Linked DNA regions of Sus scrofa: region 1 is linked to region 2. A link is a contact called in public Hi-C data. All regions are on one chromosome and are shown on one strand. Each heading gives the region's core, a stretch centred on a gene start, on an enhancer-like site or on the middle of the called end of the contact. The rest is flanking DNA. Distances are from core to core; before and after follow the strand shown. Region 1 overlaps LOC102164427 (a long non-coding RNA gene). Region 2 overlaps LOC102164427 (a long non-coding RNA gene).

What was found. A called contact is a pair of places that touch in the nucleus more often than the background predicts.
Region 1: a contact with region 2 is called in a Hi-C map of retroperitoneal adipose tissue, with 1.7 times the contacts expected there. The contact joins two enhancer-like sites. A contact is called at or near these places in 8 of 47 Hi-C or Micro-C datasets (alveolar macrophages, embryonic fibroblasts, fetal skeletal muscle and 4 more) and 2 of 2 datasets of contacts at active chromatin or transcription factors (alveolar macrophages and skeletal muscle).

Annotation. Positions count from the first base shown.
Region 1 is chr9:130,916,914-130,921,911 of Sscrofa11.1, reverse strand. It overlaps LOC102164427 (a long non-coding RNA gene), which reads right to left. Exons shown (of 3, transcript XR_002336041.1): 3 at 2,360-4,998. Among named protein-coding and RNA genes, the nearest start is that of NENF, 40 kb to the left of the region's middle. Within about 2 kb of position 1,916, at least 9 of the 83 cell types and tissues checked have an H3K27ac peak or open chromatin away from gene starts, as enhancers often do. A contact at or near this core is called in alveolar macrophages and retroperitoneal adipose tissue, where this site is marked.
Region 2 is chr9:130,844,827-130,850,367 of Sscrofa11.1, reverse strand. All of the region lies in intron 1 of LOC102164427 (a long non-coding RNA gene), which reads right to left. Among named protein-coding and RNA genes, the nearest start is that of ATF3, 18 kb to the right of the region's middle. Within about 2 kb of position 4,042, at least 16 of the 83 cell types and tissues checked have an H3K27ac peak or open chromatin away from gene starts, as enhancers often do. A contact at or near this core is called in alveolar macrophages and retroperitoneal adipose tissue, where this site is marked.

The sequences.
Region 1 (4,998 bases), core at 667-3,166, 74 kb before region 2:
CTGATTTGCCTTGTGAGACTGGGAGCACCCCTGGGGTGAGTGGACACTGTCCACTGGCAGCTGTAACAAAGTACCACAGACACGGTGGCCTAAAGCAACAGAAATGTATTCTCTCACAGTTCTGGAAGCCAGCAGCCCCAAATCCAGGTGTCAGCAGGGCCAGACTCTCCACTGAGGTTCTAGGCGAGGATGCATTCTTTGCCTCCTCGAGCTTCTGTCTGTGGTCGGTGTTCCTCGGCCTGTGGCTGCCTTACTCCGGTCTCTGCCTCTGGATCCTCTGTTCCCTTTGTTTCAAATCCCCCTCTGCCTGCTCTACATAAGGACACTTGTCATGGTACCTACTGGATAATCAGGGTGCTCTCTTCTTTTTAAGATTCTTAATTATACCTACAAAGATGCTTCTCTGAAGTAACGTAACATTCACAGGTCCCAGGGGTTGGGATGTGGGTCCATTTTGGGGGAGGCCACCATTCAACCCTACAGTTCAGGGCCACCCCCCAGAATCAGTGTGGAGCAAAGTGGGGCTCCCCAAACCTGGCTGATCCCCAAAGTCACAAGTGTGTGAGTGACACTTGGAAGAATGCCTCCGCTCAGGCTCCCATGGAGACTGAGATTCGGGAGGTGTGGAACAAGGCCTGGGTATCAGCCCGAGGGAAGAGGTTATGCTGCAATAACAAACAGCCCCTGCCTCTCAGGGGCTTGGCGCCACAGATGTTTCTTCCTAGTTGACTCCAGTGGTCACCTAGACTTGGCTTTGGACTCTCCCCTGAGTTGTCCTTATTCCAGGACCCAGATGGAGTGGCCACCATCTGGAGAGCTGCTGGCTTCTGTGACAGTGGGAGGAAACGTGGTGAAAGATGAACTGGATTTTAAGGCCATTTCCACCCAGAAGTGACACTCACCCCTTCTGCCCACATTTCTCTGGCCATTGCACACACCGTGGTGGGACCATGATCCTGTGTGGCTTTTATCTGGAAGAAGTGGTGCCTGTGTCCCTATTTTTCTTTTTTCCTGTATTTTTTTTAGGGCCACACCTGTGGCATATGGAGGTTCCCAGGCTAGGGGTCGATTGGAGCTACAGCTGCCAGCCTGCACCACAGCCACAGCAACGCCAGATCCTTAACCCACTGAGCGAGGCCAGGGATCGAACCCGCAACCTCATGGTTACTAGTCGGGTTCGTTAACCACTGAGCCACGATGGGAACTCCTGTGTCCCTATTTTCCCAAAAGCACTGCTGGTTTGGGAAGCATGGAACCTGAGAGCTGCAGAGGGACATCCAGTGACATCCTTTAGCACCAGCTCTAACTGCCCTCCTCTCCCCCAAGGGTCAAAGCCCCAAGAGTCAAAGCCCCAAGGCGGAGCATCCCCTGGGCCGAGCCTGGGTGACAGTGGGCCTAGGGCGTTGTTTGACCATCCCCCCAGGACCACATGCTGGACCAGCCCCCTGGGAAGGGCCCACCCCGGTGCTCCCTCTCCAGAGCCAGCTTCTCCTAGAGGGCATTCAGGAGTTCACGTGATGCTCCAAGGGGCCCCTTCACTGCTTATTCTGGGGGCGCTCAAGAGAGAGCGGGGCGGCATTCCCCTATGATCTCCGCTTGGTCCCACAGAGGCCACCAGGATCCACCCTGCAGAACCAGGACGACTGGTTTGGATGTGGTGGCCCTGTGTTCACCCCAGAAGGAGTGGGCTGGGAGCAAGAAGAGGGAAGCAGAACCGCCATGGTTCCGTCATGTGCCTTCATGGAACAGTCTCTCAGGGAAAGTCTCTCAGGAAAAGATTCTGGTGAAAACAAGGTGTGAAGAAATCTATGTTTGACTTGAAATGGTTGCGCAAGCTGGCAAAGCTTTGTCATAAGGGTTGGCTGCCTATCGAGTTATTTTGACACTTAACACACTGACGCTTTGGGAACCTGAGCCCATTTTTAGCAGCCGCCTTTCCTCACAGCCTGGGGCCCACACAGACACCTGGGCTCCAGGCAGAGGTGCTCAGAAGGAGGCCTCGCGCCTGCTCAGAGGGAGAGCAGCTCCAGAGATGGGACAAGGACAGCGGCGTGGACGCGTCACAAAGTGTCCTAAAACAGTGGTTCACAAACCAGACTGTAGAGCCCCAGGGTGTCCTTGGGGTCCCACGTGTGCAGGGTCCCACGTGTTACCATCAGGACACCCAGTTAAATTTAAACATCAAACAGCCAGTGAGTTTTTTTTAGGGTAAGTATGGCCCATGCAGTATTTGGGATATACTTATCCTTTTGAAAGTATTTATTGTTCCGAAATTCCATCTTCACTGTATATCTGGCATTTTTATTTGCTAAACCTGGCAAACTTGGGTGTCCTCCTGCTTTGCTTTTATTTAGTTTGGGGCTTATGTTCGATTTTTTTTTTTTTTTTTGGAGTCAGGGTTTTCACTCCCCAAACATCAAAGTTTGGAAAGCCATGGCTAGCTCCTCATTGTTTTTTTCCACGTTGAAAAATTTAGCTGTAACGAATGTTAAATGCATTCCTCCAGCCCTAGACAGATGTCATGGTGCGTGCTGACAGCCCAGGCACGGGCACGGAAATCTGGGCCAGCACGAGATGAACAAGACAGAGCTGCTGCCTCTCAAGTTGTCGAGAGATGGTCGCCCCTGCCCAAGTGTGGCGGGAAGTGCAAGGCGCTGAGAAGGGAGTGAGGCCCACGTGGATCAAGGCAGAGCCAGGAAGCATTAAGAGAAGCCAGGCAGGGCTGCCAAGCAGGCACGGCCTCTGGCGCTGGTTCCCACCTGCCATGTTCCAAGCCGGCGGGCACACCGCTGGGAAGACCTGATTCTCTCGGGCTTCGCTTTTCTTTCCCTCTGACTTACGGTTTATTGATGCCCTGGGTAAGACTGATGAAGCAGTCAGGGAGCCGCTTCCTGTTCAGTTGACTTAAGAGGGATGACATGGGCGAGCCATTTCCTTGGGGCGTTTTGGGGATCTAACACCCAGATCTGGGCCAAGGTTCCACGGGTACGGGCAGGAACCACCTTTCCCTGTGTCCGTGAGACTCTGGCCCGGCCCTGACCAGTACCAGGAATGTGGCAGAGAGACACGAGGGAACTCTGCAGGAGGAGCGTTCAAAGGGCAACATGCCGTCCACCCTGTTACCAGGTAAACACCTCCGCCTCCGGGTGGATGCGAGAGCCCGAGGCCCCAGGTCTGCGGAGGCAGAGTTGTTTCCACTGCCTGAGGAGGCAGCGGGGGCAAAAAGAGGGGGCTCTGTTATCAGGAGCATGTTTGTTTGTTTGTTTGAGTCATCAGAGGAAGTGATTTCCCTTCTAGAAGCGTCTGCTGGGAATGGAGCCCCTGAAGGTGGGTGCTGAGAGGGCTCGTGGCCGATGCTCTGGGGCTCAGGAGGCTCGGCCTTGGAGCCTGGTCTCACGTGGCCAGGACAGCGTGGAGTCGCCAGCATGTGACCCGCCGCAATGGGCTCGGCAGTGGTGGGGGCCGTGGCAAAGAGGCTCAGAGACGCTTTTGTGTGAGTCCAGAACAACCACACGTAGCCCAGGATTAGTGAGCCGACCGCAAGTGTGTGGAAAGCGAGGAGGCCGTCTCCCGCTCCCACGGGGAGCTGGAAATAGAACTCTGCCCTTTGTCCTTGAGGAGCTGAGGCAACTGCCCCGTGTGGGAGTCCCGGCCACAGCCCCTTGGTTCCTCTCGCCCCCCCATTCCCCTCCTGCCCTTCTTCCTCTGTGGCCTCAGCCCCCGCCTGGGAACACTGTGGGCTGCGCTCAGCCCCACTGCTGGTCACCTCTGGGCTGGCGGGAAGGTCACATCCGGAGAATGGGTGCGCTCCTGGTTGCCAGGGAAAGCCGGACAACGCCTTCCTATGGGTACTAGCTGCCACCCGAAGCCCTGACCTGGGGCCATTCCGAAACGTTCTGCCTCTTTCTGGCAGTCATGTCAGTGTCAGGCACACCCTTCCAGGGTTTTAAGACTTCATTAAGCGAGAATCGCAGAGAGAAGCACTGTGCATTTTACACGGCATCCCGTGCACGCAGTATCGCTGGTCTTCTCCACATATGGACAGGGGTCCTTGGCTCCGGCCCCAGGCTTTGCCACACTCAGCTTGTGGGCAGTCGGGCAGGAGTCGGGAGGGAGAGGGAGGAGCGGGAGTAAGTATCTATGCCCCATCGGCTGGCCCCAGGCTGGCTGGCTTCCTCTCTCTGCTGATGACCACAGCTCCTGTCCGAGCTCTCCCCACATGACTCTCCGTCTCCAAGTTCTGGAAACACCTTCTGCCTTCAAGCTTTCAAGGCTGAGGCTGATAACTAAGCCCCGCAGTTCCTTGACCTGGCCCTGCCCCAGCTCTGGTGAGTTCCCTACACCCTGCCCACGTCTTTGTAAACAGTTCCTTTATTAAATGCCCACAGATGACACAATCAGAATGTGCCATCTTTCTACTGCTGTATCCACGCGGCGTGTGTCCATACATTACACGCACACACACACGTTCACACGAGACTCGTGAAATAACACTCACTCTTACTCCCCACCAGGGACTGTCATATATGACTCTCTTCTGTCAAATTATCAGGAATGCTTGTCCCACCTCCTCAATTCATGCCATGACTCACTTGTGGCTCTCAATTCCATCTGCAAAGCACGCGTGGGGCCAGCCCCAGGGAGGCCGCTGGTCAGCTGGCCTGGCTACGGCGTCTGGCAGAGGTCAGCGTGGAACGTGCTGGGGGTCTGTTGGATGACTCTGCAGAATGGGTGTCTACGGGGCTCCCCTAGGGGAAGGCTGGACTCCTTTCTGGGGGTCGTTCCTTTCTGCGGGCATCCCATCCCGGGGGCCGGGTTTCCACCTTGTAAGCTAGAAAGCTGTGTTGGTTAGATGCTCTGAGCTGCTGCGCTTCGGGGTGACTCACACAACAACCGGGCACAACCGCTGCAGTCCGGATTCAGCCACCCCCCAGGACGGTCCGGCGGGCACCAGAGCCGTGTTCACCCACCGGCACCCTCTCACGGGTGGGAATTCTC
Region 2 (5,541 bases), core at 2,793-5,292:
TAGCCTGGGAACCTCCAGGGAGCAGCCCTAGAAAAGGCAAAAAGACAAAAAAAAAAAAAAAAAGACTGGTGTCCTTATGAGAGGAGGAGACACCAGAGATCTCTTTATGCAAGTGCCCAGAGGAAAGGCCATGTTAGGACACAGCAAGAAGGTGGCTGTGTGCAAGCCAGGAAGAGAGGTCTCACCAGACACCAACCCTGTGGAACTTGTGGATCTTGGACTTCCAACCTCCAAAACCATGAAATAATAAATGTCTGTGGTCTAAGCCATCCAGTCTGAGGGATCTTGTTATGACGGCCCAATCTGACTAAAACAACACCATTGTTGAAAAAATAGGTGAGGAATTCCCGTCGTGGCTCAGTGGTTAACGAACCCAACTAGTATCCATGAGGATGCGGTTTGATCATCTGGCCCTGCTCAGTGGGTTAAGGATCCGGTATTGCCGTGGCTGTGGTATAGGCCAGTGGCTACAGCTGATTCAACCCCTGGTCTGGGAACCTTCATATGCTGCAGGTGCAGCCCTAAAAAGATAAAAAGAAAAAAAGGTGAAAGTTGTGGTTTTTATATGTGCAAAATATGAAAGACAACAGAATTTCCTTATTATTGGATATGCCTAGGTGTTCCGTTGATGAGCTGACAATGTCGCATAAGTTATAAAATAAAGGCATGCAGCTGTCCCTCAGTTTCCATGGGGATTAGTTCCAGGACTCCCCACAGATACCAATATCCACAAATGCTTAAGTCCCTTATATAAAGTGGTGCAATATCTGCATATAAGCTATGCATATATCCTCTACTGTATTCACCTCTAGATTACTTACAATACCAAATACAATATAAGTGTTCTGTAAATAGTTGTATATGGTTTATTTGAAAAACAGAAATTGTGGCCAAAAACTCGAAAGCATTACCTCTGGGAGGAAGGACTCGGGGGTAGGGTCTGCAATGGGAAGAAAGGGGACTTCTTCATGCAAGAATGTATTGCATTCACAGTACCTGAGAAGAAGGATTTGACACGTGAATTTGTCTTTTAACTAAGTGCGGCTTCCACTCAACCCTTCATACCCAAAGGAAGATCAGACTTGGATGCTGGTGGCGGGGTAATTTACAAACTTCATAGCAAGAGATGTAATGAGATGTTTCCCCGGGACCTGAATTATGTTAGTCACCAGAGCAGATGTTTAGGTTACAGGCTGTACCATGCCATGCTGCGCACCAGATCCTGAGATAGAGGGTGTGTGTGTGTGTGTCTGTGTGTGTGTGTCTGTGTGTCTGTGTTTGCAAGGCCCTCTGAAGCCCAGGATCCAGGGCTGAGACCTCTCTTGCCTGAGACTAAGAATGGGACTGCCAGAGTTCCCGTCGTGGCGCAGTGGTTAATGAATCCGACTAGGAACCATGAGATTGAGGGTTCGATCCCTGCCCTTGCTCAGTGGGTTAAAGATTCAGCATTGCCGTGAGCTGTGGTGTAGGTCACAGACGAGGCTCGGATCTCTCGTTGCTGTGGCCCTGCTGTAGGCCGGCAGCTACAGCTCCGATTAGACCCCTAGCCTGGGAACCTCCATATGCTGCGGGAGGGGCCCAAGAAATGGCAAAAAGACAAAAAAAAAAAAGAATGGGACTGCCATTTTATTTAAAACAATAATATGTCTTTTAGACAACCCAACTTGGTTTATTATCTTCATGTTTTAGAGTTGGCTTAGGATATGAATACCATGTAGGGGTCCAGAATTTTTTTCTTCTTCTTAGGGCATTTTATTCAAATGCAAAACACACTTTATACTCTAAAGCAAAGAAGAATAAAGACATGAAAATCACGTTGTGCAACAAGAACTGAATCACCGTGACCGCATCATACTGCACGTGCAAGTCTTTGTTTTGCCATTTACCTTTGAGCTGCATCTGCCAAAAACCGGAAATTAGATTCCAAAGGCAGAACAAAGACAACCTAGGATCTAGGTTGCCTAGGACATTTTGGTTGTCTCTAACCCTTCTTAAACAAACAAACAAAAACCAAAAAAGCCCCTATGGGCTTATCTATACTTAGGTAACCATCTTTTCTTCTACTTTAATATCATTTCTTCACATAAAGAAGACAATGAAATGAATTGTACTACAAATACCGATTCCCTTAGCTCTTCAAAATGTCCTCTTATTTCCTTTCTCCTAAAGGGGATATAAGAACTAGGTCAATACCTGCCCTTGGTTTTTAAAAGAAGTGCAAAAGAATATAAAATGACAAGTAAAAATCTTTTACACTTAGATTTAGTAAAACTTCATTCCTAACCCCCAGTGACATTTATCAGAATTAACCACAGATAACATTTTCTTGTGTAGCTTTCTAGAATTGTTTAAGGCATATACAAGGACCTACTTTTAAAAAAAAAAAAAAAAAAACATTACTGGGAACAAGCCATTCATACTCACATGTATTTTACCTTTTTAAAAAACATAACAATTTATCTTGAAATTATTTCTATTTCATCACACATAAAACAAGCTTATCCCCTTGTTCTTTAAACTAAATAAAGTAATTTATTAGCATCAAATCTGGTGTATACTGGCTCTCCAAAAACAGTTTCATACCTTCTGTCAATAACAGAAGAATCAGGAGTTCCGGTCGTGGCTCAGTGGAAACAAGTCTGACTAGCATCCATAAGGACGCAGGTTCAATCCCATAAGGACGCAGGTTCAATTCCTGGCCTTGCTTAGTAGGTTAAGGATCCAGCATTGCCATGAGCTATGGTGTAGGTCACAGATGCAGCTCAGATTTGGCAAGGCTGTGGATCTGGTGGTACAGGCCGGCAGCTACAGCTCTATTTGACCCCCAGCCTGGGAACCTCCACATGTCACAGATGTGGCCCTAAATATAAAAAATACAAAAAAAAAAAAAAAAAAAAGTTAACAGAAGAATCACATGGATCACTATGATTCTGGAGGATTCTATTACTTAAATGTAGGTATCGGTGTAAAAACTCATAGGATTACAGAATTAAAGAGGGGACAGCTCTTATAAATTCACTTGACTTAAGTGGTAGAGCCTATACCAAAATGAAGTCTTTACTTTCAGTTTGGTGTTCCTCTCATCCTTTTTCATTCCTAATATAATTTGGTTTTTAATCTGTAGTTCACCTTGAAAATCAAGCATGGAAATGTGTTAAACAATGGTAATAAATCAGGTTTGTGTACACTGCTTGAAAGAAACAGGCTAGTAATTTTCACTTAGAGAAAGCAGCTTAAACCAAAGATAATATATGGTTTATTTGAAAAATAGAAATTACAGCAGAAAACCCAAAAGCCTTACTTCTAGAAGGAAGGACTCAGGGTCTGGAGTGAGAAGATTTACTTCTTCCACTGCCTGAATTTGTTTGCACATTATTCATTCTTCCATTTGAAAAACCAGCATTAGTGTATGCAGGAAACTGGGCAAGGTTTAGTGTCCTTGCGCTTTACCTAATGGTCTGTCCCTCAAAGCTTTTAAAATGCTGATGAAATTCCCTGGGGGGGTTATCGGTTAAGGACTTGGCATTGTCACTGTTATGGCTCAGGTTTGAGCCTTGGTCTGGGAACTTCCGAATGCCACGGTGTAACCAAATAAATAAATAAATAAATTTAATTAAATGCTGATGGAAGGAGTAGAGATCCAGTGTTCAGGGTGGAGAAGAGATGGGTAAATATCAAGAATCCGGAAGAGTGCTCTAATATTGGAAGGCGAATAAAACCTGGGAGTTCACTGTGGAGGAAAAAGGGAATTATGATAGGAACATAGTCCATGAAGCATGAACAGGGATTTTTACTTTGCAGTTGCTCTAAGAACACTGCAAATAAGAGAAACTGGGGGGGAAATGTGAAAAGTGAGATTACTCAATTTAATCTGGCTGAAAAAGTAGGGAATAACTGATTAGGCCAACACAACAGTGGTACAGAATAAGCTCTCTTGTCTTGAAGAGACTAGCTTGTTTTCCTCCTAAACATATGATGATCTAAGGAAGCTGCCTAAAATGAGGTTAGGCAATCTATCATATGACCCAAAGTCACCCGACTCAGACTCCCATCTGGAAAATGGAAATTCTGAAGACTCATGTTTACATCACAATGATGCAGGGAAGGCACAACAGAGCAATGCAAAACAGGCTTAAGGCTTAAGTTTTGGCAATCAAGTACTCCCTTCTTTAAAGTCATCTGAAGCAAAGACCCACAGAATTGGAAGGAATCTTAAAGGTCACTGAGCCCCCTCATTTTCCAGATGAGGACACAAACAGGGATCCAAGGACCAGTATAGGTCTCAGAGGTAGCCCAAGGGGCACCAGTGCCAGAATCCAGGTCTCCCTGTCCATGCTTGGGCTGTACTCCTGCCCCTCCTCCCTTAGAATGTTTATTGCTAGTGGTCTGCTATCTGCTCTATTCTATGCCAATGCCCTCTTTTCAAGGTGGTTTTATGTTTATCTTTTTTCTCTAATTAATCCAATGAAACTGTAAATCCATCGTAAAGGAATCATACATCTTTACTCGGGAAAAATGGTCAACGGACATGCACTACTTAAAGACACTTTGCTTAACGAAAGGTGTGGGAATGTTACGACGGTCCCTCGAATCTTTCTGATTCTGAACTAGAGACGGAAGAGAGGGTGGGTTTGTAAGATGGGTACCTCACAGAAACACTCACATCTCACACACACACACCCCAAGCACACAGGCAAAACTAGACCATGCCTACACAAGGGTAAAAAGGGTAAGAGTAAAGAGCCTTATTGGATTCACTCCAAAATACTGGTGATATTATTCACCCTTTGTAGCTATTTGCTAGGCATTCAAATCCACTCAACAAGAATTTACTGGGTGTTTTCCTTGTTTCCTTAAGCTCTAAGGTTTCATATGCGAAAAGATACAATCTCTCACTTAAGGAGCTCACTGACTAGGAGAGGTGAGAAGTAGGTGAGAAGAGGTGAGAAGTAATATGCTAATATTTCAACTAGCTGGTCAGTTGGTTTTTAGAAAGCAAAGATCTAAAAAAGCACTGTAAAGAAGACACACGGAGGGCCAGTAGGCCCATGAAAAGATGCTCAACATCTCTAATTATTAGAGACATGCAAATCAAAACTACATTGAGCTACCAGCTCACACCGCTCAGAATGGCCATCATTACAAAGTCTACAAATAACAAATACTGGAGAGGGTGTGGAGAAAAGAGAACCCTCCTATGCTGTTGGTGGGAACGTAAATCAGAGCAGCCACTATGGAAAACAGTATAGAGGTTCCGCAGAAAACTAAAAATAGAATTACCGGAGTTCCTGTCATGGCGCAGTGGTTAACGAATCCAACTAGGAACCATGAGGTTGCGGGTTCGGTCCCTGCCCTTGCTTAGTGGGTTAACGATCTGGCGTTGCCCTGAGCTGTGGTGTAGGTTGCAGACGCGGCTCAGATCCCGCACTGCTGTGGCTCTGGCGTAGGCCGTGGCCACTGCTCTGCTTGGACCCCTAGCCTGGGAACCTCCCTATGCCGTGGGAGCGGCCCAAGAAATGGCAAAAAGACCAAAAAATAAAA